6 separate regions of the Mus musculus genome follow, and regions 1, 2, 3, 5 and 6 are each linked to region 4. A link is a contact called in public promoter capture Hi-C and targeted proximity ligation data. All regions are on one chromosome and are shown on one strand. The core of a region is the stretch at or near the end of the contact, and the rest is flanking DNA. Distances in the headings are between cores, read along the strand shown.

Region 1 (2,895 bases), core at 271-2,770, 600 kb before region 4:
TTAAAATGCCAATTCATTAAAATGTTAATTGTCTCCCAGGTCCCCAGTTAAGCTGCCAAACTGTTGACTTTAAACTCTGGAGCCCCCTCTTATTCACTCTAGACCCCACTGGTTCAGAGGCTGAGGCCCTGAACCCGGTCACCATCGCGTATTTATTCTTAGGAATGTTGTGAGGACAAGCCTCGAAAATCCCAAATTGCCAACGTGTAGCCCTTAGTATTTGTTCGGGGTCTGCACTTTCCTTCTCCAAATTGATGGTGGTGCGTCTGTCCGTCCGTCCGTCCCTATGTCCACAGACCTACACCTAAACATTTTGAAAGTTGGCATTGTTTTTTTTTCCCCCCGAGATTTTGCTTGCGTCAGGCTTCAGACTTGGTGCAAAACAGCCTCCAAAGATGGGGGTGGGGGGTGGCGGGAGAGGCAGAGAGGAAGCAACTGGTTATTTTAGCTGCCATAAAGTCACATCCCACACAGAGGAAATGAACAATATCAGAAAAACGGATCCTGGCTATCAGACGTCGAGTGTTTCCTGAATTTGTCTGTATTGAGGATGTCGATAAAATAATCAGCAGCGTGCACTACTCCGGGGGAAGGGTCTGCTTCATGCAGCCAGGAAAACACTTAACAGCTTCAGAAACCAGATTTACTCCTATCGAGAACTCAAGATTTCCTGTATGAACGGAAAGGGTCAGGCTCCTTCACTGCACAAGCTTGTTGAACCAAGCCCAGCCCAGGAACCGCCCGGGCAGGCAGCTCTCCCTGCCCTGCAGGGGCCAGGCTCAGGGCGCCCCGACGTCCTCTTCTCCGGGCCGCTCGCTAAGGGAGTCCCCCACCCACCCCGGGGCGACACGCGTGGCCAGGGCCGCCCTCCTCCACCTCCCCGGGAGCCCCAGGTCTCTCCCGACTACGCTTGCCCCGACGTCTGCAAGGTGCAGGAAAAGCAATCTGAGTCGCCGAGCTTCCCAGTACCGGGGCCCCGCATGCACCCGCGAGCCGCTCGCTCCGAGAGCTCGCCGCAACTTTTCCACTGCGCTTCCCGTCCGTCCGCCCCTGCCGCCTCCCGCGCGCTGCCACCCGCCGGGAGCGCCTTCCTCACGGACGCCCTCACTCGGCCCCGGCCGCCTTACCCAGGGGGTCGTGGCGGAGTAGGGCGTGCGTGTAGTCGTTCACCGTCCGCGGGAACGGGTACAGAGGGCCTCCGAAGCCACTGGGGCCGTAGGCGGCGGCCAGCGCGGCGGCCGGGTGGTGCGAGAAGGCGGGGTGGACCGGCGTGGGCTCGTACACCGGGGTCCGGTAGGAGGACACGAGGCTGGTGAAGGAGGAGTTGGGGGACGGCAGCGTGGGAGTGGGCGTGGGGGCGGCGGGCCCGCGACCCAAGATGTCGTCGATGTAGAAGGGCGTCGGGTGAGCGGGCTGCAGCAGCGGCGTGGGCGCATACAGCGGGACTCCCACGGCGGGCGCAGCCGCGGGCCCCGGGTGCGGGAACTGCATGGCCGCTCCGCAGCCCCTCGCAGAGAGCTGCCGGCCGGCGGCGCCGCGCTACATTTATTTGCGCTCTGCGCTCCAGGCGATAGGCTCGGGCAGCCGCGGGGTGGGGCCGCGCTCGGTCCCCTTCCTGCCGCCAGGCCCTGCGGCCAATGGCGCTGGCTTCAGATTCGCCTCCGCCCCCCACTAACCCCCGCGCCGATCCGCCCCCACCGGCCCAGCTCCCGCCCCCGAGACGCACGGGCTGTGGGGCTCCGGGGACCCTCCGCCAGGGTGTTCCTGCGCCGCAGGCGCCCCCAGAGGTTCCAGGCACCTAGCGAGCGACTGCGACCGTCGAAGAGGAGGTCACAAGACGTGCGCCGCGGGGCGCGGATCCTGACGGGATGGCGCCACTGCTGAAACTCGGGCAGCCTCTGGAACCTGGAGAAGCGATGGGACTCTGCGGGCCAGGAGGCCGCCGGCAGGATGGCACCTTCGGGCGGCCAGAAGGCTGCGCTTCTTGGGGTAACGGTGGCACTGTCTAGAACGGGGGACCTCCGCAGCTCGGCGCTCCAAGGAGAAGACCCAAGCCGTTGGCTGCGTCCTAGTCCCAGACGGGTACTGACAGCGAGGCTGCAGGTGTTCCAGACCTATTTGAGGACCCCCTAGCTCGGCCACCTCCCTGGATGCTAACGGAATCTGCTCCAGACCGGTATCAAGATAGAACCTTAATCGTATGGCGCAGGACAGAGGCTATGCAGTGTTCTTCGATCCAATGGGGGTGGGAGGTGCTCCTGGACCTCTGTCCCCAGGCCCTGAAGGACACAGCTGCGCTTAGCCGGCCTCTGAGGTTTTACACGTGTTTTCTATTCAAAGCCGTGGTGCGCTGCTCAGTGTGGCCTCAGCTCTGTGCGGCTTCACTCGCCTCTGGGGCAAAGGGGCATTTTCTTGATTGACGCCCTCCTGGGGTGACCACACCTTGAGTTGGGCAGTTTCTGCTAAGGACTTCTATTAGTAGAAAAACTCCCTGGCTTTTTTTTTTCAACTGAGATATTTAGTTTTATCCTTTGGAATTAATCTTCAGCTGCAGTGGGACTGAAGGCGAAATAGCCAGAGGACCTGGGTCCGAGTTTCACTTCACACCTTATTTTCTTGAGCAACTACTGTGTGTCATTAGCAAACGAGAGAGGCAGTCTCTGCCCTGGTGGAAGCAGGAAACGAACACAGTCACATCTACTAGGGAGAAATCGTGTGTAAGGGTCGAAACCTTAAGGAGCTCCAGCCCCTCCTTTCGGGTAAAGGAGAGAGTCACTTTGAAAAAGGAAAAGTCTTCCCAAAGGAAATAATGTTTGAAAGATAGGTAGGTGTCAAGGAGCCTAGGGTGTGAGTGACTCCAAGTCAGAAGAGCACTTGAGTTGAGTCTGTCAGTTT
Region 2 (2,737 bases), core at 192-2,691, 710 kb after region 4:
AGAAAAGCTGCCATAGCTGCTTGTCACTTCAAGAGGTCAAAGAAAATAGTGTTAACCATGAAAACGAGAAGACCAACAGTTATCCATTGATAGCGTCTCAGGACAGATAGGACAGAGAGAACACTAGGAGAGGGGAACCCACGAAGGACAAGGTATTAGTGTGTTGGTTTTCAGGGCAATGTCTTGTACTGAAGATTCTAGAAACACAATTTGCTGGTTGAACAGCTGAAGTGGGGTGGGGGTTCTTACCCCATGTTCATGGAAGGGTGAGTGAGGAGAGACAGATATATGATGGCCAGCATAACAAACATACACAACACCCTAATTAACACTTCCCTCTTCTACTGACACCCCCTTCACTCTCCTCTTTCATAAAAAATAAAAAAAGTATTTTATGTGGCTCTTACGATAGAATCTTTCCTCGAACTATAAAAAGATCTAAATATTTATATTTTTCACATTTTAATATCTTAGCGATGACAAGCCAGAAACAAGTATTTTTGCCTCTCTCAACAGCAAAGCTTGGGGCCTTTTTGTTTCCGTGTTAGGAATAGAACACGAGAGCCCCGTGTATCTAGGCAGATGCTCTATCATTAGCCCATGAGTCTCCAGCCTCAGACGCACATTTTTCTCGGGCTCTCTTAAGCTTTTCCCACAGCATTGGGAAACTTTACTGACAGCATCCAAGTTGTGCTTCTGCTAAGAACTGGACTCACATCTCTCTGTGCATCACTTCGGCCCGTTTTGGGGTAGATCCTCTGATTAGCCTTCAGATTTAGAACACGGTGAGCCTGTGGTGCACTAATTATGGCCAGTGACACCATAGAGTCAAAGTGCATTACTGAATGCTTTCAATTTCTCCTAATGCTGGTACGATGGCATGTCACAGGGCCATTTTAGCTGCAGACATCACTCCAGAGAATTCCAAACAGATAGAGACAAGTGGCACCCAGACCCATCTCCTTCCCCTCGGGCTGATTATCCCCAGAAATAGGATGTCCCAAAGCAACACTTCCCAGCCAACTGGAGTGCTGATAAGTCCAGTTATCAGAAAGATATGGCTGTAAGTGTGATGCACAGTGCTTGCATTTTCTTGATACGTTAGTCATATGAGAGCTGACAAAGAAGGAAAAAGAGCAGCGATGTGGTGCAATATTAACAGGCAGCTGTCCCCTGGCTTCCCGATACGTGGGATGACTCGCATTGCTGAGCGGTGTGGTCACTGCCAAAGGAATGACCCTCTCACATTTCTTCCTGATTCGCATACGCCGCGGCCAGCTTGTCATCTCCCTCTTGGGCTTCCCAGACACTAAGTCTGGAATGAAAATTCACCTGCCTCTGAATTGGCCACTGGTGGGGGCAGGGGTGTGACTTGGCTTCCCAGGCTGGAAGATTATCTCACCCAGCCCTAGCTATATAACGGGCTGGTGTGGAGGGGCTCCACAGGGCCAGTTCCAGGGGTTCATCCACAAGAGAGAAAAACATAGACTCACGGCTGCCAACATGATGGTACTGAGAGTAGAGGAGCTGGTATGTAAAACATCTTTTTTTTTTTTTTTTTTTTAATCTTGGCTTTTATTTGAAAATACAGATGGTTTTTCTTTCTCAGGAATAATGTGGGGTTGGCGTTAGTGACTTCCTAAGAGAAGGTGGTTGAGTGGGTTGAGTGGGTTAAAAGTGAATTTTCATGTGCTAACCTGATGCTCATCTTAATTGTGAGAGGAAGGCAGGCACCTGGGATACCTGGAGCTATGCTCCAGACAGTGCACCGCCTGAAGGTGGCTGTCGCTGGATGGAGAGGAAGGACCTCCTGTGGCATTGTTTGTGGACAGTTACCCCAAGATGGGTAGCTTTGCTTCTGACTTCAACATCTTCTTCACATACAGGTAACAGGCAAAAAGAACAGCAATGGGGCCGCAGGGGAATTCCTTCCTGGGGAGTTCAGAAATGGAGAATATGAAGCTGCTGTTGCTTTGGAGAAGCAAGAGGACCTGAAGACACTTCCGGCCAACAGCGTGAAGCAGGGGGAGGAACAACGGAAAAGCGAGAAACTGCGAGAGGCAGAGGTGAGGACCTCCCACAAAATCCTAGTGGGAGTGGGGTACGGAGGTCCCTGAGGAAGAGGGGAAGAGAGGAGGAAAACAAATAAAAACTGCTCTAAAGATGTCTTTTCACCAGATATGAAGCGCATGATGCAAAGAAGCAGTGCACATGGAAATGACTGGGGGAATTACTTTTGGATTCCTCCTGTGTGGAGGGTTGAATCAATGATTGAATGTGCTATGACCACGTTTTGATCAAAGGACAGACAGATAATGATAACCAGAAAAGCTCCAACATCACACACTGCCTACTCAATTTGAGCCAAGGCGATTTGTTCTTTTTGATAACATTGAGTTGTGGCCCACGGGTCATAGAATAAGCTTGCCATGTTTATTGAAATTTATTTATTGAATTTTTGTAGATTACTAACACAAATTTAGAAGTGCAGCAGTAATCTCCGTTTCAGAGACTCGTGAAGGAGAATGGCATCAGTATTTGTGAATTTATCTGTATTTTCTACCCTTGGTTAAAACATATGTTAGTTTTTGAGAATGAGAAAACAAATTCTATAGAAATCTGGGCTTTATGGTACTAATTACAAAATGATTACTGAGAGACTATGTCGTGCCTCTAACCAATTAGTCAAGGACTAGTTCTACAAGCAAAGGAAGTAAATATGACTTAGATTAAAATT
Region 3 (2,936 bases), core at 340-2,839, 690 kb before region 4:
ATAAATATACACACATCTACAAGGACACATATCGAGATGGGAGATTTTGAAGGAGTTAGTAAGAAGCCGAGTGAATATGATCAATATACATTGTAAGAAGCTCTCAAATAGTTAATAAAAACGCATATATTATTTAAGCTAGTGTGAGTGGCAGCATTTGAAGCAACATGATCTTTCCACCAATCAGAAGTCATCTTAAAGGTGAGCCGTGTCCACATGCCCTGACCTGAATTTCACAGAACAAAGATCTTGGAACTATCTCTCCACACCTATAACTAGTCTCTCTTTATAACTAGGCTTACAGTTAATAAATAGCCTTGGAGGTGGAAGTGAAATTTAAGGTTTAAGACTGTGTTTCAGGAGGCAGAGGCAGGAGGATTTCTGAGTTTGAGGCCAGCTTGGTCTACAAAGTGAGTTCCAGGAACAGCCAGGGCTATACAGAGAAACTCTGTATCAAAAAAAAAAAAAAAAAAAAAAAAAGACTGTGTTTCAGGGCTGAGAAATGGCTCATCAGCTAAGAGCATCTACCGCTTGTGTAGAGAGAGAACCCTTAAATTCAATCCTGCAGCTCAGAGTAGCCTCTTATTTCCAGCTCCAGGGGATCCAGTGTCCTCTTCTGGCTTCTGGGAGCACCTGCACTCATGTGCACAACCCTCCACACAAACACTCATGCATACAAACAATTTAAAAAAAAAATAAGTCTAAAAGTCCAAATATAGGTCAATATCACGTTGGCCAAATTCTGATTCCTCAGAAAACCTTCTGGTTCTTTTGCTCTCGCAGTAGAGTAGTAATGGCCTTTGTAGAGATCTGAAGTTTGTGTTGCACAGAAATGTGTCTGGTGGTGATGGTGATGATCATGGTGGTGGTGATGGTGATGATGATGGTGGTGATGATGGTGATGATGATGATGATGGTGATGATGTCATCTCAGTAAATGAAACTGAGCATAGTAACAATGTTTTCATCCTCAGAACCTGGGTGTAATGAACTTTCTCTTTAGTGAACACCTATACGTTTAGTCTCATTACTTTTATACCAAATTTTCTATTCAGTACAAATTATATTGTTAATTGAAAACTCACAAACACTTCTAGATGTGACTAATGCAGGCTAGGTCTTGTCTGCCCCCCCCCCCAAGTCACTAGACAACCAGGCTACGCCTATCCTTCTACTTCCTATCCTAAGGGTGGGTTCAAATCTCAGGTTACCTCAAGATGAAAAACTCCACTGCAGTGGCTGTCTTACAAGAGCAGTTTCTGTAGATGAGGGGAGTTAAAGGAGACAAAATAAGGAGGGAGAGAGAGAGAGAGAGAGAGAGAGAGAGAGAGAGAGAGAGAGAGAGAGAATATAGTCTATGAACCCAAATGTTGGTCAGTGGATCTATAAGGTTGTGGAAACCTATGGAAGTTTCCTTCTGCTGACTTTATTTTCTCAGTAGACAGGAAGCAAGGTCCTTGTAACAATGAGGTGGGAAGAGAAGAAAAATAAAGGTATAAAATAATCCACTCACAACAGAACAACAGATAAGGGCCTAGAGAAATATACAAGGCAAGAGCTGAGAAGCCAGAAGGGCCATAGAGATAAGGGATCCAGAATGAGACCAGATGTCCAGCGCTTGCCCAGAAGCCCTGCATTTGGGAGATGGAGGCAGGAGAGCATAGAGTTTGAAGCTGACCTCACCGACAGGAGACCCTGTCCATGACAGAAAGGAGAGAGACAGAGATAGAGACAGAGACACAGAGAAAGAACAAAAGAACAACAAAATCGAACAAAGCCAGGCCCAGCTTGGCTTTGTGCCATGTTCCAGCTTTGTTCGGCTGTGGGACTAGGGTAGAGAAAGTCTACTTGAACAAAGGCTCCGTCTAGTCCAACAAAATGAGTAGGGTCACGAGGCCAAGGGGGTGACTCGGGCTAGGAGTATCCGTGGGTGACTGCGACATTAGAGCTGAGTCAATGAACGTGCGGTTCTGAAGTTGCAAGTCTGTTAGTGTCCCCCGAACCATCCCTCCCCATACCAAATCTACCCACTTACCGATAGCCTATCAGAGTGAGTTCAAAGTTTATGCAAAAATAAGCATGTTAGCCTTCATCCAAGACTTCCCACTGCTGACCTGAGGGCAAAGCTGTGCTCCTGAACTCCGGACGTTGGTAAACTTCCTGCCATTTCTTAATCCACAAAGTCAAGATTCCAGCGGGCTTCCTGGCATGGCTAAGTGCCAGGCCAGCCAGAATATCCTCATTACCTGTGGAGAACAGGACGTCAGCGCTCTGCAGCCCACAGTGTGGCTTTGCTCTCGAGCCCAGTATCCTGGAAGTTCAGTGGGTAACAAGGCTGAGCCTTCCGGATTGCCTGTATACCCAAGATGGGGATTCTGTCTCCTCTCTCTCTCTCTCTCTCTCTCTCTCTCTCTCTCTCTCTCTCTCTCTCTCTCTGTGTGTGTGTGTGTGTGGTGTGTGTGTGTGTGTGGTGTGTGTGTGTGTGTGTCTTTTTCTTTCCCTCCCTCACTCCTTCACAGAAAACTCAAATTTTTTTCTTTTTTAGTATCTGAATTGATGTCTCTGACCCAGATATTCATAATCTGCCTTCTTCAAAGCATCTGGTCAGGGTTTTTAAACTTTTCTCCTTTTTAGGTAATATGGACCACTGGGTTAATTCATAGTCTTTCAGTCCAGCCTCTTCTTAAGACTCTCCAAGCAATAAATAAAGTACTATAATATCCAGGAACTCTAAACACGTGGAAGCTTGCTTCCTTGACTAAGAGAGATGAATCAGAAAGTAATGTGTTTTGCTTCTGTGAAATGAAAGAGAAATGTTCTTGTGAAGTTTTAAAGTTGTCAAAGACTGTCGAGGTCATTCATACAATCGTTAATAGCCACCCCCCTTCCCAAGCTCAGGTCCTAGAAGTCACTGAATGTGGATGATAAAGACCTGC
Region 4 (2,700 bases), core at 179-2,678:
AAATTTTTTTTTAAATATAAAGAACTGCTAAACAATTCTGATGCACACTGTATCAAATGTTACCAGGCTAAGAGGATCTTATTTGATTATGAGGTTAAAAAGTTACAAACTGTCCTTAACATGAATAATCATTAAGTTGGTTCCCATCCCTGGCCTTTTCAAATAAATACCTCAACAAGCAAACTTCAACACGCTGGTACCACAAAGAGAACCCAGTAGTTAAAAGTAACTCCAAACTATCTACAATAAATCTCAGGATGACTCAAAATCCTAGATCCAAGCTCAAGTGCGTGTCCTATCTTGTCTCTCAGCTCACTTTCCATCCCGACTTGTGCGGGAGTAAGGCAGAGGCCACCCACACACAACCTAAGTAGATCTCAGGTCTCCCAAACATGCCCATTTCCGGTTTTAGTCTCTCCAGAAACCTAATCCAATTAACTCTAATGAGCCAATAGCTAATAAAATAACTCCTAAATTAAAATTTCAGTTTATGACGGCCGCTAGAACTTAAGGGGTTACTAAGAGTGTCGATGAAACTTGCAAACATGGGTCCATTTTTTGGAGATAATTACTCTTTCAAATCACAAGGTCTACTAAGCCTTTCTTGTGTGCAGAGGCCCTCCGGGGTAATAAGACCGGAAGTCGGGGCAGGTATTGTTGATACAGTAAAACAAAACAAAGCTTCCCCCCTCCCAGCACACAAACAAACAAACAAACAAACAAAAAACCCCATAACCTCAAAAACAACTTCCCGAGAGCACGCTCACCCCACCCTCATCACGAGCCCCGAGAGAGGAGGGCGGGCGGCCAGGGTGAGAGTCCTGGGGAAAGGTCGGAGACAGGGCAGCGCCGCGCGGCTTGCGGCCTGCAAGCCCGAGCCTGCAGGTGGGGCGTGCGGGAGGCGCCGCGGGGCCCGCGTTTACCTGCGGCGAAGTGGAGCGGGGTGGACTTCCTGCCCGCCGTGTCGCGGCTGTTCACCTTCTCGGGCGTCACCAGCCTCTTGACTCGCTCCACGTCCCCGTTGCGGCAAGCCTCGAACAGCTCGCGGGCGGACGGCTCCACGGCCTCGGCCCCGGCGCTCGCGCAGGCCGCGCCCCCGCCGGCGCAGCGGCGGCCAGACATGATCCGGGCCGCCGCCGCCGCCGCCAGCAGCAGCGCCAGCAAAGGCAGCAGGAGCCCGGGCCCCGCGAGCAGGAGGGCGAGGCCCCCCGCAGGAGACGCGCTCAGGGCCCGGGCCGCTCCGCTCCCCGCTGTCACCAGAGTCGGCACGGTCCCATGGCCGCGTCGCCGCGCGCCCCCGGCTCGGCTCCGTGAGCCCCGGCTGCCCCACCGCGGTGGAGGCAGCGCGAACCCGCTCGCCGAGCCCCGAAGCGACGCGACGGCGGAAGCGGCCGAGACCACTCCTGCCAGCTCGGTCGGGTCCTGGGAGCGCGCGTGACGTCGGCTCGCGCGTGCGCAGTGGCTGCTCTCCGGCCGGGCCAGTTTGGGCAAGCGGGGCCGCGCGGAGGGGTTTGTGGGAAATGTGCAGGGAGAGCCTTTGGCTGCGGAAAGAGAAGGGGCTTCGGCCCACCGCCATCTTTACAGAGCCTCTGCTAAAAACGAGAGGTCTTGCTGCCTTTTCTTTTATTAAAGCCTACACTTCTCGAGACGAGTTTCATTGCTCAGACACCGAAGACGAATCTTGGGAAGTTTTGTTCTGATTATGCATTTTCTTGTGCAAGTTTTAGCGTGAAAATCTCTGCAGTGTTGCTTCCGTACCTTCCCCCTGGGAGATTTCTCACCCCTTCCCCCTCCTGCCTTCTTTACAGTGTCTCTTCCCTTAACTCTCCGCATCTGCTTTTGTTTTTCTTATAAGCGTTTTCTCAGAAATGAATCCGTTACGCTTACTGAGAAGTTTGGATGAGCGGCCCCCAGATAAATCAAGAAAGCGAAGAAAGTTCATCTCAATTCTAAAGCAACAATTGGGGGGTGGGGTGGCTGTGATTAGCTCCGCTTCCCATAGTAAATTATTAGCTCAGCGCTGACGAGGATCTATACATAAATCAGCATTGCACCGGATGTGGTCGAGGTGCTGATACAAAGCATACACATCAAAGTTTTCCGAAGTTTCTCTCTCTCTCTCTCTGATCAAAGAATACAAGTGCACAATTCATTTTCGTGTTTATTGTGTTTTATTAAAAAAAAAAAAACAACAACAACAAGGATGTGTTTTGTAGAGCCAGGTCTGGTAAGGTGGGAAGGATTCCTGGGCAGGCCCATGCTGAAACATCCCTTTCTTACCCCTGAGGTACCAGCCATACGGGTGTAGTGTAGAATCGAGTTTATTTAGGGCATGGGAAGGGGAGTAGAGAAGAGAGTAGAGGCAGAGAAGGACAGAGGAAGAGAGAAAAAGAAGAGAGGCCGGCCAGGAACACGTGGAGAGAGACGGGGGAGGGGGGATGGGAGAGAGGGAGAAAGGGGTTAGGAGAAGAGTCTGAGAGAGAAGGGGGACAAACAGCCAGGCCTACCTGGCTGTTGCCAGGTAACTGTTGGGCGGAGCCTGGAAAGAATGTTAGCTGTGTTTAAGGTAGTAGTGACATCTTGTTTCAGGAACCCGAAAGAAAGGAATACAGAGATTTTGCTTGCAAGAAAGTGCTGACTTTTGGCACGCTGACAAGCATTTCCCCTGTGAATTACTTAACCTGTTTTTCAGGAAATCCA
Region 5 (2,700 bases), core at 99-2,598, 560 kb before region 4:
ACTGTACGTAGTAAGGACTACTGAGAGATACCCTCAGACCAGAAAGTTCCTGAACTAGACACAGTGGGCCCCTCCCAGCGAGACACTCTCAGACCAGCAGAGCTACTACCAACAAACCGCGCTGCCTAGAAGAGGCAGACAGCAGGCCTCCCCCACCCCTTTGTCAGCCTGTTGAGCTGAAGGCAAGTTACACAGTCATGAGCAAATGCACACTGAGGATGGGGAGGCTCTGGTGATTCAGATGTCCTTGTACAAGTGATCTCTCACTCATATTACGGTAAGTAACCCCAATAAAACCCACTAGCTCACCGAGTTGAGCTCTGGTGATGTCTTTACTTTGGTCTGCATGTGTTCTCTGAGGTGAGTAGACATTTGTTCATGAGATCCCAGAAACCGTGTTACACAATACCTATATCCACATAATTAATTATGCACCCATTAAAAAAGAATTAAGAGGGGACTAAAGAGATGGCTCAGTGGCTAAGAGAACTGGTTACTCTTCCAGAGGTCCTGAGTTCAATTCCCAGACACCACATGGTGGCTCACAACCTGTAATGAGATCTGATGCTCTCTTCTGCTGTGTCTGAAGACATCGACAGTGTACTCATACATAAACTAAATAAATCTTTAAAAAAAAAAAGAAGTGTTGATATATAAAAAAATTTTAACATTGCATAGTGTAATGAAAATAACATGCCAAGTACTAGAATTCAGTGCCCCAAAAGGACTTAACTTGGTCTGAGTCCTTAATGAACCCTACATACTACCCATCACTACTGACATTCAGCAATATTTTTATTGACGTGCATGAGTATTTTGCCTGAGTGTAAGTCTGTGCACTGTGTGCAGGCCTAGTGCCTAAGGCAGTCAGAAAAGGGCAAGAGATCCCTAAGCATGGAGTTACAAACAGTTGTGAGTCATCATGTGGGTGCTGGAAATCAAACACTGGTCATGTGGTAAAACAGTCAAATCTCTTAACCACTGAGTCATTCCTTCAGGCCCAGCGATCTTGGTTCGATTGTTTAAATAATGTATGAAGGGCTAGCAAGATGACTCACTGAGCAAAGACACTTGCCACCAAGCCAAATGACCTGAGCTTGATTCCTGCTGGAGTCCACAAGGGGAGAATTGACAGTCACAAGTTATTTTCTGACTCCTATTTGTAGACCCCCTACCCCCAAAACATACATACATACATACATACATACATACATACATACATACATACAAAATAAGTAAACAAATGAGTGTATGTATGTATGTGTGTGTATATATACATATATGTACTAACTAGTTTTGTGTCAACTTGACACAGTTATCACAGTTGAGTTGAGAAAATGCCTCCATGAGATCCAGCTGTAAGGCATTTTCTCAATTAGTGATGGGGGGTTGGGGGGTCCATCTTGTGGGTGGGGCCATCTCTGGGCTGGTAGTCTTGGTTCTATAAAAGAGCAGGCTGAGCAAGCCAGAGGAAGCAAGCCAGCAAAGAAAAACCCTTCCGTGGCCTCTGTATCAGCTCCTGCTTTTTGACTTGCTTGAGTTCCAGTCCTGACTTCCTTTAGTGATCAACAGCAATGTGGAAATGTAAGCTGAATAAATCCTTTCCTCCCCAACTTGCTTCTTGGTCATGATGTTTGTGCAGGAATAGAAACCCTGACTAAGACAATATCTCTCTCTTTTTTTTTTAAATTGTGAAACCAGGGCTGATAAGATGGCTCACTTGTTAAGAACACTGGCAGTGCTGGGCGGTGGTGGCGCATGCCTTTAATCCCAGCACTTGGAAGGCAGAGACAGGCGAATTTCTGTGTTCGAAGCCAGCCTGGTCTACAGAGTGAGTTCCAGGACAGCCAGAGGAACACAGAGAAACCCTGTCTCGAAAAATTTAAAAAAGAAAGAGGAGGAAGAAGAGGAGGAGGAGAAGGAGGAGAAGGAGAAAGAAAAAATTAGGAAGAAGAAAGAAGAAGCAAAAGAAAAAAAGAAAAGAAAGAAAAAACTACTTTGGAAGTCATAACTGGCTTTTTATTGTACCAGATTGTTCAATTTTTATAGTAGAGAAGGAAGCCAGTAAATGAACTTTAAAAATATGACAGCTAAGAAAGGCTTATAGTTCCCACGGTTGCTGCATTTTCTCAAAGGGCTTACCTCAAGATTGAAAGATGCAGGGGAAATGGTTGCAATTATAGATGTTCTTGTACGTCCCCCAAGAGAATCTTGCAGGATTCTAGTTAGTTTAGATTCTCGATAAGGAATATGAGGTGTTCTTTCCACAAGAGCAGTAATAACTCTTCCCAGAGTCAAGAGGGATTGGTTGATATTTCCAGCTTCCCGGGCCCTCTTGTCAACAGCTCCAGAACGCCCAATATTTTCACTTCCTGCAAGATCAACCTTTAATTTAAAAAAAGAAAAAGGTCAATCTATTGTATTTAGATTCAAAGATTTGTATTCTTTTATATATTTTACTCTATACCATGTTCTAAATCATAGTAAAATAAATTTTCACAACAAATTCCTTCTCCCACTTCAAAGCTAGTTGATGAAGTTAACTATGAAAATACTGTACATAAGTGAGAATTTCAGCTTTTCCAGGAAGAAATCAAGACTAGCACAGTGGCATCAAGGCAGGATACTTACCAAATTCAACTTTCCAATTTTAACAAGCTCTTCTCCATCAATTGTTGTTTCTTTCATGTGTATCGTAAC
Region 6 (2,789 bases), core at 262-2,761, 720 kb before region 4:
ACTGTATATGTAAAATTCATGTAAGAAAATTAACAATAAGGAGCTGGGCATTGGTGATGCACACCTTTAATCCCAGCACATGGGAGGCAGAGGCAGGTAAACCTCTGAATTTGAGGACAGCCTGGTCTACAAAGTGAGTTCCAGAATAGCCAGGGCTACACAGAGAAACCCTGTCTAGCAAACAAAAACAAAGGAAAGAAAAAGAAAATTAAAAGATACTAATGAGGCCTTTGCATATCATAGCAGGAACTTTCTGTAATAAAAAAACATAACCTGCCTATTAAGTGCTTGGAGGTAGAGAATAAATGGGCAAGATCTCTCATGTTCTAAACAACTTCCCACCCCCACCCCCACCCCAACCCCACCCCGTTCTACAAATACAAAAACAAGGCCAAGGGGGTTAAATGATTTTTTCAGTCATCAGTGACAGGTTTATGAGAAAGAAACAAGAAACACACCACATGATCTGGCTCCCTGGGGCAAAGTGAATTTACAAGTTGAACTGACTTCATTTTATCTACATTTACAGTGAGAAAACAGAATTCCATTTCCAGGAAGTGTGTCCTGAAGAAAGACTACTGACAAAGCACAATCCGTCTCAAATTCCCTTAATGAACCACAAGTTCATTCATCCTAATTGCAAAAGATGAAATTGTAATCCTTGAAGTGTCTAACCTAGTGTTAATGGCTAATAGCTCTGTACCAGTACCAGTCTATGGGGGCAGAAAGTATTCCGTCCGGTATGGACTATTCATTAACTGGTACTATTCCTAAAGAGAGTGGGTTTGGATCCATTTAAAATACGCTGAAATTTTAATACAAAATCAACATAACGTTTGTCAATAAGTAAAAGCTTCCTGTCCCAAGAGCATCGTCACCCCTGCGTGAACTCGAGCTGTCAGCCCACGCTCGCGTCTCGCCCGGGGAGAAGGGTGCTGCAGCGTGGGAGAAAGGTGCTGGCGTCTCCCGCTCAATTTCAATTCTCCCACGCCCAGAGCAGTCAGTGCGCTGGGGTTTCCATCAGCGCGCAACTTGGCACCGGGATCAGTCACGCCGGCCACCTGCAGGTGACCTTCGTCCCCAGCACAGAGCAGACAGCCTCCGCCTAGGGGTCAGGGCCTTGGGGCATCAAGGCCCTAGGCTGGGGCGGCTCTCCGGGTCAGAGACACCCTGGCAGCCACACCCACAGGCGGCGCGGTGACAGGTGCCCGGGCCCTCCGGGTCCCGCAGCCCACGAGCGCCCGCCCCCGCGCGCACCACCTGTCGGGCCGACGCGCGCGCACCCGGCAGCGGACGCCCCGCCCGGCTCCTAAGGAGTCCCTGGTCAGGGCAGCCCGAAAGCCGGGGCATGTGAGAACTTTACCGGAGGGTGGGCCCTACGCAGGCGGTGTCGGTGCTTTCGATCTCCTGCAAGATCCGCTCGTGCTCCGGGACCGTGCCCAGAGCCTCGCAGCTCTCCGCCATCTTGGCTGGAAGCGGAGGCGCCGGCCGGGCGCGGCGGCGCGCGGACCACAGGAGCGAGCGGCAGGTGGCGCAAGCGCGGCGCGGCGCTGCGGGGCGGGGAGGGGCGGGGCCTGGAGGGGTGGGGCGCAGTGGGTGGGGCCCGCCCGGGTGGAGCCCGCCCCTGGGGAGGTAAGGATGACCTGGAGAGGGTGGGGATCGGGGCGGGGGGGGGGGGTGGCCGGGAGGGGAGGGGAACCACCACCTCCATCTTTCCTCGCGACCTGCCCTTAGTTATCTAGAGATGTTTTAGTGCAGTGTGTGCTGTTGTGCACTGCAGGTACCCTAGCAATAACGGAGGTGACCCTCGGTCACACGCCCTCAGTAATAGTGATAGAAGCTACTGAGCACCTGATGGGCTTTAAATAGTGGGGAGTCAGAGAAAAGCAAATGCTTTCCCGAAAATCAAAACTGAGTGTGTCGTTGAGATTTATTTTAAGAACAAACAAAAATTCTATACCTCGACTGCTCTGAAAAAATCGTGTCCCCTGCCGGATGCAAGTTCACCGAGGTTAGTCATATTGGACATAAACTATCAAAATGAGGGAAAATGAGAACAAGACTAAGGCGCTTGCTGGCAACGTAGAAAAGAGGCCCAGGGCAATGTTGGATTTCATGCTGAAGCTCTTGAATCCAAGCGCTCCCAGGGAGTGGTAGCTGGGCTGGGGTGGGAATAGACTTCTAGGGGGAAAGAATGAGCAATAAAGTGGTAGAAGGAAATGGCAGGTGGCTTGAGCAAAGGGACACATGTAGAAAAAGAGGCTTGCTTAACAACCTGTATCTAGGACACCGTGTAAACCAGCTTGTCATGATCAAAGCACTGATGGAAGATTAGTCAGAAAAGAGTTCAAACCTAGCCAGAGGGACAACTAATTTTCTGCTCTCCCTAAGTTCAGGAGCTCTGAGCTTCCCTGTGAGTCAGGCAGGCTTTGCACGAGCCAGCTGTCAGACTCACTCTCTTCCCTGGGCCTCTACTACCAGCTTTTTCCCTCTTCTTCCTCCTTTTCCTCCTTCTCCTTTTCTCCCTCTTCCTCCTCCTCTTCCTCCCCATAAGAAATCCTGGGAGATGATATTGAGAAACAATTAAGAACATGTCCTCTGAAGACAACTGTCCCAAACCCCACTCAGTCATGTGACACTAGGCAAAACTTAATACTTTTCTATCTCAGTGTCCCCAGCCGCAGCTGCTAATAACTGTGGTATCTACCTTGTACTACATCCTATATTATATTAACTTCCATTATTTCTGTAACAAATGCCAGAGCATAAAATGACTCAAGTGTAATCTG

The links. Promoter capture Hi-C pulls out the DNA fragments that hold promoters and counts their contacts.
Region 1: a contact with region 4 is called in a promoter capture Hi-C map of pre-B cells, with 3 times the contacts expected there. A contact is called at or near these places in 5 of 39 promoter capture datasets (cranial neural crest, embryonic stem cells, liver and 2 more) and 2 of 130 datasets of targeted methods (effector CD8 T cells and pro-B cells).
Region 2: a contact with region 4 is called in a promoter capture Hi-C map of second pharyngeal arch cranial neural crest. A contact is called at or near these places in 5 of 39 promoter capture datasets (the HPC-7 cell line, the SN4741 cell line, cranial neural crest and 2 more) and 7 of 130 datasets of targeted methods (DN3 thymocytes, cardiomyocytes, extraembryonic endoderm stem cells and 4 more).
Region 3: a targeted proximity ligation map of pancreatic cancer cells shows a contact between it and region 4. A contact is called at or near these places in 1 of 39 promoter capture datasets (pre-B cells), 1 of 484 Hi-C or Micro-C datasets (B cells) and 3 of 130 datasets of targeted methods (embryonic stem cells, large pre-B cells and pancreatic cancer cells).
Region 5: a contact with region 4 is called in a targeted proximity ligation map of pancreatic cancer cells. A contact is called at or near these places in 2 of 484 Hi-C or Micro-C datasets (cranial neural crest and erythroblasts) and 9 of 130 datasets of targeted methods (the 230-238 cell line, the NIH/3T3 cell line, bone marrow-derived macrophages and 5 more).
Region 6: a contact with region 4 is called in a targeted proximity ligation map of pro-B cells, with 4 times the contacts expected there. A contact is called at or near these places in 2 of 39 promoter capture datasets (erythroid cells and pre-B cells), 5 of 484 Hi-C or Micro-C datasets (the G1E-ER4 cell line, embryonic stem cells and pre-B cells) and 6 of 130 datasets of targeted methods (embryonic stem cells, large pre-B cells, memory CD8 T cells and 3 more).

Annotation. Positions count from the first base shown.
Region 1 is chr19:37,433,466-37,436,360 of GRCm38.p6, reverse strand. It overlaps Hhex (hematopoietically expressed homeobox), which reads right to left and starts at 1,520. Exons shown (of 4, transcript NM_008245.3): 1 at 1,128-1,520. The coding sequence starts at 1,491.
Region 2 is chr19:36,118,548-36,121,284 of GRCm38.p6, reverse strand. Ankrd1 (ankyrin repeat domain 1 (cardiac muscle)) reads left to right here and starts at 1,441. Exons shown (of 9, transcript NM_013468.3): 1 at 1,441-1,530; 2 at 1,887-2,066. The coding sequence starts at 1,504.
Region 3 is chr19:37,520,239-37,523,174 of GRCm38.p6, reverse strand. No RefSeq gene overlaps it. Among named protein-coding and RNA genes, the nearest start is that of Gm41842, 25 kb to the left of the region's middle.
Region 4 is chr19:36,832,960-36,835,659 of GRCm38.p6, reverse strand. Tnks2 (tankyrase, TRF1-interacting ankyrin-related ADP-ribose polymerase 2) reads right to left here and starts at 1,428. Exons shown (of 27, transcript NM_001163635.1): 1 at 924-1,428. The coding sequence starts at 1,122.
Region 5 is chr19:37,390,334-37,393,033 of GRCm38.p6, reverse strand. Kif11 (kinesin family member 11) reads right to left here. Exons shown (of 22, transcript NM_010615.2): 7 at 2,632-2,700; 8 at 2,143-2,385. Among named protein-coding and RNA genes, the nearest start is that of Kif11, 15 kb to the right of the region's middle.
Region 6 is chr19:37,549,140-37,551,928 of GRCm38.p6, reverse strand. It overlaps Exoc6 (exocyst complex component 6), which reads right to left and starts at 1,511. Exons shown (of 22, transcript NM_175353.2): 1 at 1,364-1,511. The coding sequence starts at 1,464.